Linked DNA regions of Mus musculus: regions 2 and 3 are each linked to region 1. Evidence: chromatin contacts called from public HiChIP or PLAC-seq and promoter capture Hi-C data. All regions are on one chromosome and are shown on one strand. Each heading gives the region's core, a stretch centred on a gene start, on an enhancer-like site or on the middle of the called end of the contact. The rest is flanking DNA. Distances are from core to core; before and after follow the strand shown.

Region 1 (4,433 bases), core at 413-2,912:
ATCTCCCACTCTCAAGATCTGCCACGTCATAAAAACTCAATGAATGGAGTAAGAGATGATTGCTATGACCTCACAGCTGCTTCTCACACTAGACCCCAGGGTAGGGCAGGGCAGGGCAGGGCAGGGCAGGGCAGGGCATCACAATAAGGCACAACTCAATGAGAGGACTGAAGTGGGGACTGCACACTCTCCAAGTTTATTTACTCACACATCTGGAATCTACTAACTGCATACAGCCTGGCAGGTGTGAGACTACTACAATAATTACAATAAATGCCCTTACAGAGTCAAACATTCTGGAGGTGGATGAAAGAGCATTAGCCCACCGAGCTATGTTAGATAACATAAAGCTGTAGGAAATAAATACACAGGAGGACAAAGTGATGGGAGACATGACAGAAAGTAGACAAAGGGTCAACACGGTACTGTGTAGGCGGCGACTGCACGGCAGGAGGGAAGACGGATCTGGGTAGAGATGTGTGGTGGTTGAAGAAAATGCCTGCACAATGAGGTGCCTGACATACCTAGGTCAGAGGCAGAGGCAGGGTGTGTCTCTCTGAGAGATGAAGGGGTCAGGGTGAAGAGAAAACGTGATCCCGGGGGATGCAGGCTGTCTTTTCCCTGTGAGCCAAAAGTTGTCAAGGACTGAAAGCATACATCATGGAGGATCACCTTAATTAATTAAACACTGTAAAAAGTCAACATTCAAGGAAGTCATCTATTCCAGATAGGCTTTCTGACTACAGCCTATCTACACTGTTTAGAGAACACCGTGCCTCTCTATCTGCAGGTGCAACAAACCTCAGATCAAAAATAGTCAAGAAAGAGGCTGAGAACACGGTTCAGGGGTAAGCCTTATAAGCTTATATGTACGTCTTGTGTGCCTGAATCTGAATCTCTAGTTTCACACATGGACATGTGTGTCTAACCTCAGTGATCTGGGCAAAGACAGGCAGACCCCAGAAACTCACCAGCTAGCCAGTGTATCCAAGAGAGTAAACTTTGGTCCAGTGAGGGACGCTGACTCAAAAGAATAAGGCAGAAGGCAAAAGAGAAAGGTATTAGATATCTTTTTTTTTCTGGTACACATACACACACAAATAACACTCAGAAAATACTATGCCTATACTGAAGTTTCTTTTGTTTAGTCCCTAATTAATAAAGTATAGCAGCTATTTCTATAGCTAGTGTACACTGCACTAAGTTTAAGTAATTTAATGATGTGCGTAGGAGCTGTTTATCTATGATGTCATTTTATATCTGGGACCCACAAATCCACAGATGTTTATGTCTGAGGAACGGTCTAGAAATGGCTGTATTAAAACACAGTTTGTAACTTCTGTCAGTTGAATATTTATAGACTATTCTAATTTTGCTACTGGTTGGAACTTATAAAATGTTTAAAATGCAAATTGTAGCCTCAGTAACCAATGTGTGGGCCAAACCATTCCTTATGTTTAGCTAGCAGCTGCTCCAAGGCATCTCTCAGTTTGACTTTTAAAAGAGGACTGGCAATTGATTGACAGCAGAACCTACAGCTATCAGGGTCACTTTCATGTGTCAACAAAAGCAGAGCATCCGTTTATATAAGATAACTCATGTGCATTCCCCAGGGCAAGGGGCAGACAAACACAGCACACCCTGAAAATTGGTTTCAAGTCATTCAGACAAGTGAAAAGGAGACAGGGATTCAGAGCACAACTGCTCATGCCAGAGATGGTCTCCTGGGGGCCTGCCTTGCCATCTGTTCTTCCCTAGCAGGTTTTAAGATACAAAATCATCATAGCACAAGTAAACAGTAATAAAAACATGGAATGTGAGACCACACAGGAGTTCATTCTGGAAGGAATGCCAAAGCTCTGGCTAGAAAACCCCTGAACAAAAGGGAGCACTCGCTCCCCCACCCCCACTGCCTCTCAGAAGCAAGCAACATAGGAAGAGCAGAGCAGACTGGAGCTCACAAAGGGTTGAAGGTTAGCATATTTCTCTGTAATTTTTTAATTAAAAAGTTTTTAGAAACAATAGCAAATGTCATATATTATTCTTGACATACTTTGTCTCCAAATGACAGCAGACACATCACGGACAATAGTATCCTTCTGCCTTTGACGCCCCTCTCCTTGTACAGTGAGAAAATTGGGCTTCTAGTGTTGATCAAGAACAAACTGAGATTATACCTAGAGTTTGACAGGAGCTGCCAATTATTAGTTATGACAATTCTATAAAAACCTGTGATTAGAATTGTGTTTGCAGCCTTTGTCGTGCTGCCGCTCCCTAACGCCAGCCGCCTCTAGCTTGCCAAGCTCCAGAAGAAGGGGGTGGGGGTAAGTAAGGAGGTGTCCATAACAAGGTTCATACAAAGCAGACTGCCCACAAATCCACCCATGGTAAAGCACCCAGGAAACAACTGGCTACAAAAGCTGCTCACAAGAGTGCACCCTCTACTGGAGGGGTGAAGAAACCTCATAGTTACAGGCCTGGTTCTGTGGCACTCTGAAATCAGACTCTATCAGAAGTCCACTGAACTTCTGACTCACAAGCTCCCCTTTCAGCTTCTGGTGCAAGAAATTGCTCAGGACTTCAAAACAGATCTGTGCTTCCAGAGTGCAGCTATTGGTGCTTTGCAGGAGGCAAGTGATGCCTATCTGGTTGGTCTTTTTGAAGATACCAGCCTGTGGGTGGGCTATCCATGCCAAACGTGTAACAATTATGCCAAAAGATATCCAGCTAGCATACCGCATACACGAAGAACATGCTTAAGAGTCCACTATGAGGTGAAACATTTCATTCTCAAAAAATTTTTTTAATATCTCTTAATATCAATGGACTCAATTCCCCAATAAAAAGATATAGACTAACAGACTGGTCATGAAAACAGGACCCAACATTTTGCTGCATACAGGAAACCCACCTCAGTGACAAAGACAGACACTACCTCAGAGTAAAAGGCTGGAAAACAATTTTCCAAGCAAATGGTCCCAAGAAAAAAGCTGGAGTAGCCACTCTGATATCGAACAAAATCGACTTTCTACCTAAAGTTATCAAAAAAGATAAGGAGGGACATTTCATACGTATCAAAGGTAAAATTTACCAAGAGGAACTCTCAGTTCTGAACATCTATGTGCCAAATGCAAGGACATCCACATTCATTAAAGAAACTTTAGTAAAGCTCAAAGCACACATTGCACTGCACACAATAATAGTGGGAGACTTCAACACCCCACTCTCATCAATGGACAGATCCTGGAAACAGAAACTAAACAGAGACACAGTGAAACTAGCAGAAGTTATGGAACAAATTAATTTAACTGATACTATAGAACATTTTATCCTAAAACAAAAGGATATACCTTTTTCTCAGCACCTCATAGTACGTTCTACAAAATTGACCATATAATTGGTCACAAAACAGGCCTCATCAGATACAAAAATATTGAAATAATCCCATGCATCCTATCAGATCACCATGGACTAAGGATGATCTTCAATAACAACATAAATAATAGAAAACCCACATACACGTGGAAGCTGAACAACACTCTACTCAATGATAACTCGGTCAGGAAGAAATAAAGAAATTAAAGACTTTTTAGAGTTTAATGACAATGAAGCCACAACATATCCAAACTTATGGGACACAATGAAAGTCCTAAGAGGAAAACACATAGCTCTGAGTGCCTCCAAAAAGAATCTGGAGAGAGCATACACTAGCAGCTTTACAGCACATCTAAAAGCTCTAGAAAAGGAAGCAAATGCACCCAAGAGGAGTAGACAGCAGGAAATAATCAAAACTCAGTGCTGAAATCAGCCAAGTGGAAACGAAAAGAACTATAAAGAATCAACCAAACCAGGAGCTGGTTCTTTGAGAAAATCAACAAGATAGATAAACCCTTAGCCAGACTAACTAGATGATACTGTGATGATACTGGCAGATGCACTTGAAAGTAACATTTAAAAAAACACTTCTGAAATTAAATGGAAACAATTACCTGCTCCGCCAGTAGGGAAGCCAAGCTTGAATAGGCATCAGCAAAATCTGGACCATATTTAATGGATTCCTTCAGCAGCATGATGGCTTCTTCTGTCTTCTCCTGGGACCTGCAGATGACAGAGGGAGGCCACCTTTCATGAGCACTTGCTGCAATCCTCTGCTTAGACTTCAACATTTCATAGCTTTTAGCAAAGATTAGGTAGTTCGTCCTGGATTTTACTGTGTTTGATGTAGATGTTTACTGTGTTTACATGTAGATGTTATGCCAGTTGTGTCTGGATTCTCACTGGAAAGCAGTGAGGAGATACTGGAGATTCATCACTGACTCTGGCTGCTGTGGTTTGAATGTGGTGAGCCCTGCAGGCTCCTGTCCCTGAGCAACATTTGCTCCCCAGCTGGTGCAGGTGCTGTTATGGAAAATTGTGGACTGTTAGGTCTTGGG
Region 2 (4,248 bases), core at 1,044-3,543, 640 kb after region 1:
CTAATAGACCTTGCACTGACTAGTTCTCAGAGCTAAGGAACTTGTGCTGACCCAGGAACAACTTAGTAATCAAATGCCAAAGATGTATGGAAAAAGATAAACAGAAACAACTACCAGCCAGGGCTTCAGCACTAATTTCCAAAGCAAGGGAAGTACATATACCTCTCCACTATAAAATCAAAAACAAAAAACCTACCTGCCAGGCGGTGGTGGCTTGCCTCTTTATTCCCAGCACTCAGGAGGCATAGACAGATCTCTATGAGTTTGAGACCAGCCTGGTCTAGAGAGAAACCCTGACTCAAAAAACAAAAACAAAACAACCTTCCTAAGGTTTTACTAGGTTTTCAGCACAATATAGATCCAGATACTTATTCAGCTTTATCTGTCAAATGCAGATGAGAATCTCGACCCAACAATGCATCCCAAAGAACTGGGATGACTGGATCACAGGCTAAATGACTCAGGAAGTAAGAAATTATCTAATCTTTACCATACAACTAACTGTGATGTTAGGCTAGTAAGAATCCAAGTCTCTTTACAAAGCTGTCTACAATACTTTCACCAATCTTAAACTGGTATCTAGCAGTGGGGAAAAATAATAAATGCTGAAACACTTTCTGGCTCATGGTAAAATGCTTCCAGAGACTGCAGCAGCCATACTGCTGTATCACTTGCTACAGTCACAAGGAAAACGAACTAAACTATCAAGCTATTCCTTATCTAAGCTACAATAATATAACTCAAGAAATGCATCAGACCTATAATAGCCAACTCTTCAAATATTTCAAAAGCAATGTGTGAAGAATAGTTATTCAGCTGTGTCGGCAAACAGAGCAAACATTTAGCCTGGATGCTTAATTGTTCCCAGGCAACTAAGTCTCAAGGTCGATTAAACTTGCAAGAAGATCTATGTTCTCTGATATAAAGAATGTCGAATCCTTAACCTGGCTTATGGTAATGCACACTCAGGGATGGGAGGGGTAGAAAGGTTACCTTCTTCTTCTCGATGTTCCTAATTTTGTGTTTAAGGCATATAAGTCCATTATCAATATAGGTTTCATATGCCTGGGAAGGAGATGCAGCAGAACTGAGAGTAGACTGCAGGGGGCTCAGAGCCCGCTGGTTTTCCCCTTGCTGATCCTGGTTCACTTGGGACTTGGCTGACTTCATACTTCCCACTTTTCCCTCCTCTGAATGGCCGGCCTGAAGGTGACTGGTAACCGAAAAGGGATGGAGAGAGTTGCACCACTGAAACAGATGAGGCTAAAGGATGGGGGCAGGAGGAGTTAAGTACCAATGTAAACTAAAGGTGCACAACGAGGAGCTTCTTTAAAATGAAATGAAGTCAAAACATAACGTTGATTCAGACAGCGTACTTCCACTCCCCTACTAAGGTTAATTGACACAAGCAATAGCCAATAAAGACAGTCTATACGTAGGCAAAATTTACACTATAGGAATGTTTCCAGAAGTTCTATTCCCCACATGGAGAACTGCTAAGCAAGCGGAAGGCTTCTGATCTCATTCTGAATAATTTCTATGGTCGGGGGCGGAGGGTGAGGGTTGCAGCCACAACTTCAAGCTATCTCAAAGTCTACGTGAACCAAGTTTCTTGTACTAAATGACAACACTCTTTGACTGTCCAGGACCTAACCAAGTGCATCCCCCTGGACACTGCTGCCAAGTCTCACAAACTGTACGCCGAGGTGGCTTCCAGTTGTGTTTACAGTAACTCACAATCACTCACTCCTATACTGGCAAGCCTTCCGCTACCCGCACCAAGGAACCGGGAAACCAAGGAGTCGGACACTTCAACTCTATTCAGAAATCCTGCCCGTAAGGAGCAAGACCAGAGCTAGACAGCCCCTGGACACCATTGCTCGTTCAAGTGCCCCAAGGGCCCGAGTAGAGGAGCCCCAGTCAGGGTCACAGTCTAAGGGCCCACGCAGCCCACCAGACGCAGAGCGCTCTGCAAAGCCGCTGAGAAGCCCGACCCCAGAATGCTGGGGCACCACGCTTCTCCACCCCGCCGCGGCCGCGCAGACCCACCCACCCCGCCGCCGTCCTGCTTCACCTCCCCGGCTGCCTCCGAAAGCGCGCGGGAGTCCTGCGCGCTGCAAAGTGGGCGAACTCCACCCCGCACTCCCTTCTCCCCCCGCGTCCCTTCCTCCCGCCTCAGCTTAGCCTGCGGCCACCGCCGACAGTGCACCCAGCCAACTCCGCTGCTCGCGCCCAAGCTGTCCCCCTCAAGGCGCGCGCAACTTATGTAGGCCGCGCACGGCGCGACCACGCCCAAATCCCGCCTATTTCCGGTCCTCTGCCCCGCCCTCTAGCACGCGAGCTCCCCTCGGAGGCTTCGCCTTCCGGTGTCCCCTCCCACTCCCCTCTCGTGCGCTAGACCACCACAGTCCGCCCTTTTCCGGTACCCGGGACCTGCGAGGGACAGGTCCTTTCCGGTGCCCCTCTCTGCAAGCCTGCGCTTGGCGCGTACCTTCCCTGCGCTTCTCTGTTGCGCCTGAGGCTGGTGTGAGATACTGCACCTGGTAGCATGGATGGGCCCGCTTGTTTCAGCCAGCACTGGTGCAGATGATTTCAATTCTTGGAAAAGAGGCAGCAAGTCCTGCGCAGAATGACCAGATAAGCCAGCCTTCAGGCTCTAATGGTTTAAATGGGCACTTCTAAAATACAAGAGCACCCTTGCCCCACAGATGATTTTTCATTGTAGAATGAGTCAGAGGACTCAGCCTGTAAGAGCAGCAGAGTAGATGACTGCAGCCTTTGTAGTAGGAGGGTATGCGCCAAGGCTATGTGTCGCTATGAAGCAATTCATTTCATTGGCACTAAAAGAGTTGTTAAAATTATTTGTTGGGCCGGGCAGTGGTGGCGCACGCCTTTAATCCCAGCACTCGGGAGGCAGAGGCAGGCAGATTTCTGAGTTCGAGGCCAGCCTGGTCTACAGCGTGAGTTCCAGGACAGCCAGGGCTACACAGAGAAACCCTGTCTCGAAAAAAAGAAAAAAAAAACAACAACAAAAAAAAGTTATTTGTTGGGTTGCATAAAGTTAACAGAAAACAGGAAGAATGTCAGCTTCTGAAGGACTGGTGGTAGTTCCTGTATCAAATGAGGTTTTAGGGGTAGATTACTCCCTAATACCAGGGAGGCAGGAACAGACCTAAACAAAAAACACTACCTCATAAACTAAATAAAATAATAAAGTTAATAAATTAAAACTTGTGCCCAAGTATTTTACCAAATAGAATTGGTTTTAAGTCCTATCCTTGAGGCAAGGGTAATTATTTAGAACAGGGCAGTCAAAAGCATAATCAAGTAAATAAATGGAAAGTCTGGACAAGACCACCCAAAAATCACCTTGGCTTTGGCACTTCTTGTTACCTATTACATGTTTACCTGCATGTATGTTTATGTACATGGTTGCCTGGTTCCTGCTGTAGGTCAGAAAAGGGTGTTGGATACCCTGGAACTGGAGTTATAAACAGTTGTGAACCACCACGTGGGTGCAGGGAATTGAGCCCAGGGAGGGCCTGTGGAAGAGCAGCCAGTGCTCTTAACCACTGAGTCATCTCTCCTCCCTGTCCTATTATGTTCTTTAATGTTGTATTTTAGCTTTGAATCTCTGAACTATACCTGCAACTTGAATATTAGACAAACACTATGTTGTCTGTTTTCCTCATTTATAACTAGAGAAAGAACAGGCTGCTGAACTGACCAATAGACTTACCTTTTGCCACACAGAGTGGCCATGAAGCCTGTGATGAGCACACCTTCAGATAACTGAACTGACACATTTATATTTGCATATGCCTTTGTTGGCCTATGCTAATAATGAACCCAAAAATAATATTTCCAACCAGGGGTTGTGGCACATACCTTTACAGGCACACAACTCCCAGCACTCAAGAGGCCGAGGCAGGAAGATTATAAGTCTGAGGATAGCCTGAATCTCCAGATTTACCATAACTATCATTTGGGCCATTAGATTGAGATATAATCCTAACTACTCAATGGGAGAATTGCTAATAAATCTGTTAATTTATTTAATAACATGGGACATAGGCTGAATCAAGAGAAAATACAAAAGCACAAATAATTAAATTTCAGTTGCAATAAGGGTATAGTTTGTATAAGCTTGTAATAACACTAGTAAGAGAATACCCCCACAATAATGTTGCAGCAGTGTTTTCTGAAAATTAAAAAAGGAGAATGACATACACACACAAAAAAGGAGAA
Region 3 (4,543 bases), core at 1,144-3,643, 840 kb after region 1:
TGCCAAATAGCTGTATGATTCCTAAACCTTAAATCTGTAAATTCCTAGTATGCAGGGGTCACAACCACCCCTAATTCTAGTTCCAGACAATCCAACACCCTCCACTCTCTTCTAAATGCTGAAGGCACCAGACATGCACATAAACATTCATACACATAAGATAAATCTAAAAAAAAAATTAAAAACAATTCCTTCATTATATTACTAGCACAGAATATATTTTTTCAGATTTTTATACTGTTTAAGTGTGTGTGTGTGTGTGTGTGTGTGTGTGTGTATTAGAGAAAATGCCCTCAGAGGCCAAGTGTGTCAGCTCCTTTAGAACTAGAACTAGAAGTGCTTATAAGCCTCCTAATCTGGGTGCTAAGAATCAAACTTGGGTCCTCCTTCAGCAAGAGTAGTGCATGTTTTCACTGAGCCGAGTATTCCGCTGGCCCAAGAATCTTTCTCTTCTAAGTAGTAATACAATAAGAACAATCAAAAGAACAATAGGAGATACTGCTTTATGAAGACTGAGGTGAATGGAAAGGGCAAATACAGGCTTTTTTATTTCATCATTCACCTGTCATAGAAGGCCCAAGAAATCCTAGTTGTTTAGAGGAGTCCTAGAAAAATATATTTTTTACTAGCCCAAAAAAACTCTTTCTCCAAAATCACTATTGCAGACACCCCCCCCCCCTGCAACTTCATGTCCCTTAACTATACTATTCTTAACATGTACATGAAATCTTAGCTGAAGAAACAGTAGGATTATATAATTATACATACAGGGAAAACTTGGTATTTCATTATTCCTCTAAAACTATACTTAGTTTTTGTTAACATTTTACTGTGAAGCTGACTTAATAATATGCTCAATTAAGACGTGAGACTGTATTAGTAAAGGCTGACCCGTTTTGTTTACTATCATTTATTATTTAATACATTCTTCCCAGCCCTTTCCTCAAAGGAAGAGAGAAAAAAATCTATACTAGTGCAATCAACCTGGGATGGTATATTCCAAAAAAGCTGCTGTGAAAGGCTATGACCTAAGTGTTTAGCACTGACACAAATAAAGTTCTGGTGGTAGGCGTTATGTGTCTCACCCTTACCAAAAAAAAAAAAAAAAAAAAAAATCACAATTCAGATTCCAAGGAGGAAAGCGGAATGAAAAATTCAGTCAGTCATTTCTCCCCGGCCTGCTTTCTACATTTCGCATTCCCCGGTCCCTACCATCCTTCAACTGCCCGGGTTCCCAGGGTACGTTCCCCAGCTCAGTCCCGCACTGCGTCACCAAACCCGTCAAATGGGGGCCATGCTCCTCCAGTGACACCTCGGCAGTGATTCACGGCGCGCCCCTCTTGGGGAGGATTGTCCAACTACATCAACTCAGGAACCAGGCAGGGGTATCAACAAAGCATCAGGCCGCAACCCAAGCGTCCAAAGGTCCTCGCTAGCTCGCGGCACTGGCACTGCCAAATCCACAGGATTCCAAAGGGTGACTCGCTCGTCATCGCAGAACCAGGGGGAGGGGTGGCGCCGACCCAGAGCGGTCGGGGTCGATCCCGCTGGGCCTCCTGCCCGAGCGGACCTCACCGTAGCCCCGCGGTCCCGACTCCTTCATGGAGCTGCCGACCACCGCATCCGCCGCCAGGGCCAAACTTCACGAACCACTGCACAGCCCGGTCCCGCGCACCATGAGCCACCCGCGAGCAGCGGAGGGTCGGGCCCTCTGGGGACCCGCGCCGGTTACAAGGACCCAACACCCAGGGGCTTAGCCAGAGCGCGGAATTAACAACAATGTCATTATGTCGCCCACGAGTGCCCATCTAGCCGGAGCGCGGCTATAGCCGCCGACTTTTTGTCTGGAGCCCGCACCTCGCCTCCCTAGCGCCTCCAAAGCCAGCCCGGCCTTACCCGCCAGCTCGTCGGGCTCCAGCCCGCTGTCCGCATCGATCCCGCACAGCACGAAGTAGTGCGCGAAGCGACAGGCGGCCGGGGAGGACCCCGAGCCCGGGCCCGGCGCCGCGCTGCTACCGCTCATCCCGCCGCGCTGCCGGTGCGACCGTCGCTGGGGTTCGCGGAGGAGGCTCTCCGGCGTGAACCGATGAGAAGCCTCGCTGAGAAGCGTCGCAGGCTTCCCTCGCGGAGGAGGCCACCGCGGCGCTCCGACTGCGGTCTCCGCCGCGACCCTAGGACGAGCCCGGCGCGCCCATGGCCGCGCAATCGCCGCGGCCGGGATCCTTCTAGACGCTGGTACCGAGGAAGCGGCCTCGGGCTCGCGCGCGGACCGGAGGGCGGGCGGGATTCCGCCGCGGCGGGGGAGGGGCGCGCAGGGGGAGTGTCAGCTAGGGAGGCCCGCGCCGCCGCGGCTGCGCCCGCTGGAGCGCAGCGTCTGGCGCCCGCGGGTCAACTGAACCGCGCTGCGCGACGGGAGCGCCCGCAGAGCTCGGTGGCGCGCGGTTCGGGGCGCGCACCAGTGAGCTCGGAGGATCGGGGGCGCGTCTGGGTGCGTGCCCACCCGCGGTAATATTGAGGAAACCTCTCTTGCACGGTGCAGCCCCCAACAGTCGGTTGAGCACGAGCCGCAGAGCAGGATCGTATCTTCCAGAGAGGATGTCGCCCAACCCAACCTAAACAATAACGTAGCTTTGGAAAAGGGAGACAGCACGCTGAGGTCATTTCCCACAACGTCTGTACCGTATTTTTAAACTGTCATGCAGATGCTTAAACCATTTTAAGATCCTAGTCCCCGGCAGGACGTGGTGACTCACATCTATAATTCCAGCACTCCTGTGACTGAGGCAGGAGGATCCGGAGTTGGAGATGAGCCTCTCTACCTAGTGAGACTCCATCTCAACACACACAAAAATGAGGAGGGTAAATAACAACCTGGGTAATTGACTCTTAGCTTCTATCGTACCTTCCAATAATCTTCCGGAACCCTTGAAATGACTTCTCTTACCATTTTAGCTGGATTGTACTTGGGATGGGGAGTATTTATGCTTCCTGGTTCATTCTTTCCAGTATCTATAGAACCTTGGGTCCCACTTGACCTGCCATTTATATTTTAGTGAAGGAAAGAATGATGATAATCTAGGTAGTATCAGGATGGTGCTACTGGGAAAATAACCAACTTTGAAATCTGTAATGTATATGGACATTTAATGTTATGCAATTATTGCTTCTATTATACAGAGTACACATAAAAATATTTTACTGAGTATTTCTATTTTTGTTGGTGGCTTCTTGCAGGATGTTAGATTCTAAGCTAGTCAAATATAGCAGAAAACTGATTTATTGTTTGTGCTAATCAAGAAACATGCTTTCTGTTCATTTGAGCAGTAACTGATTTATAAAATTGTAAACAGTAATGATTTAGTTTTGTTTTATTAACATATATAGAATACTGTATTTAATCATGACATTTCCATACATGTACTTTCTTGTTTTGTTTTTTGAGACAGGGTTTCTTTGTGTGACAGCTCTCGCTGTCCTAGAACTCTATTTGTAGACCAGGCTGGCCTCAAACACACAGAGATCCTCCTGCCTCTGCCTTCTCAGTGCTGGGATTAAAGGCATGTGCCACCACAACCCAGCTTCATGTACATATTTTGATCATATCTTTTTATAACCTTCTTGTACCCCCTGTCCCACCCCATTCCCTCTGATCTCCTTCCTTTTCACACCAACTCCTTCTGCTTTCATTTCTTTAACCTTTTTGGTGATCAAATAAGTTCACCAAACTTATTTTAATTTTAAAGACTTTTTAAAATGACATTGTGTGTGTGTGTATGTGTGTGTGTATGTATGTGTGTGTGTGTGGGGGGGGGGGTTCTGTGCTTATGTACAGGTCAGGGAATGAGTTTCAGAAGTCAGTTTTCTCCTTCCATGATGTAGGTCCTGGAGATCAAAACCCCGATAGTCAGTCTTGGTGGGGAGTCTTTATCTGCTAAGGCAATTTTCTGATCTATGGGTTTCATTAGAGTTGATTATGGAGAATAGGTGAGCTTTTATTATAGGAGAATGGGCACTTTGTTAGTAATTACATCACTAAAGAAAATTTCTCCCTTAAGGGCCAGGCGCGTGCGCACGTGTGTGTGTGTGTGTGTGTGTGTGTGTGTGTGTGTGTGTGTGTGTGTGTGTGTGTTGGTGGGGGGGGTCAACACCTTTAATCCCAACACTCAGAAGACAAAGGCAGGTAACTCTCCATGATTTGGAGACCAGGCTGGTCCACAAAATGAGTTCCAGAACAGCCAGGGCTATGTTAGAATACTGCCTTCCATTCTGTTGGGGGTCCCTAACACAATTGCTGCCTGAATGGAAAACCTTCAGTGGAGTCAGTAATCTCAGCTTTAACCTCTAATTAGCATAAAACATGCCAAGCTGTCACAATTCCAATTTCTACAAGAAAATCTGGAGTGATATTTTCTTATGCCAAGATTTTGGCTTTCTAGGAAAATCTTATCATAACAAAGGCTACTTGGAAAACCGTATCCCTTATTATTTAGCTTTTTATGTTTTATTACATTTTATTTGTTTTGTGAGGTGTGTATGTGTGTAG

Evidence for each region. Promoter capture Hi-C pulls out the DNA fragments that hold promoters and counts their contacts. HiChIP or PLAC-seq counts read pairs in DNA pulled down with a chosen protein or histone mark.
Region 2: a promoter capture Hi-C map of pre-B cells shows a contact between it and region 1, with 5 times the contacts expected there. The contact joins the promoter of Caprin2 here to the enhancer-like site in region 1. A contact is called at or near these places in 15 of 39 promoter capture datasets (the 3T3-L1 cell line, 3T3-L1-derived adipocytes, the C10 cell line and 10 more), 1 of 15 datasets of contacts at CTCF or cohesin (the NIH/3T3 cell line), 14 of 484 Hi-C or Micro-C datasets (the AML12 cell line, the C10 cell line, the C2C12 cell line and 9 more), 5 of 115 datasets of contacts at active chromatin or transcription factors (bone marrow-derived macrophages, embryonic basal ganglia, embryonic limb bud and 2 more) and 3 of 9 other capture datasets (adipose tissue, liver and macrophages).
Region 3: an H3K4me3 HiChIP or PLAC-seq map of forebrain shows a contact between it and region 1, with 4 times the contacts expected there. The contact joins the promoter of Dennd5b here to the enhancer-like site in region 1. A contact is called at or near these places in 1 of 39 promoter capture datasets (the 3T3-L1 cell line), 7 of 484 Hi-C or Micro-C datasets (the AtT-20 cell line, CD4 T cells, the G1E-ER4 cell line and 3 more) and 7 of 115 datasets of contacts at active chromatin or transcription factors (differentiating embryonic stem cells, embryonic forebrain, embryonic limb bud and 4 more).

What each region holds. Positions count from the first base shown.
Region 1 is chr6:148,258,794-148,263,226 of GRCm38.p6, forward strand. Tmtc1 (transmembrane and tetratricopeptide repeat containing 1) reads right to left here. Exons shown (of 20, transcript NM_198967.5): 13 at 3,990-4,098. All of the region lies in intron 1 of Gm52483 (a long non-coding RNA gene), which reads left to right. Among named protein-coding and RNA genes, the nearest start is that of Gm52483, 15 kb to the left of the region's middle. Within about 2 kb of position 1,663, at least 25 of the 459 cell types and tissues checked have an H3K27ac peak or open chromatin away from gene starts, as enhancers often do. A contact at or near this core is called in forebrain, pre-B cells and pro-B cells, where this site is marked.
Region 2 is chr6:148,893,944-148,898,191 of GRCm38.p6, forward strand. Caprin2 (caprin family member 2) reads right to left here and starts at 2,294. Exons shown (of 19, transcript NM_181541.4): 1 at 2,075-2,294; 2 at 994-1,213. The coding sequence starts at 1,170.
Region 3 is chr6:149,099,287-149,103,829 of GRCm38.p6, forward strand. Dennd5b (DENN/MADD domain containing 5B) reads right to left here and starts at 2,394. Exons shown (of 21, transcript NM_177192.3): 1 at 1,897-2,394. The coding sequence starts at 2,023.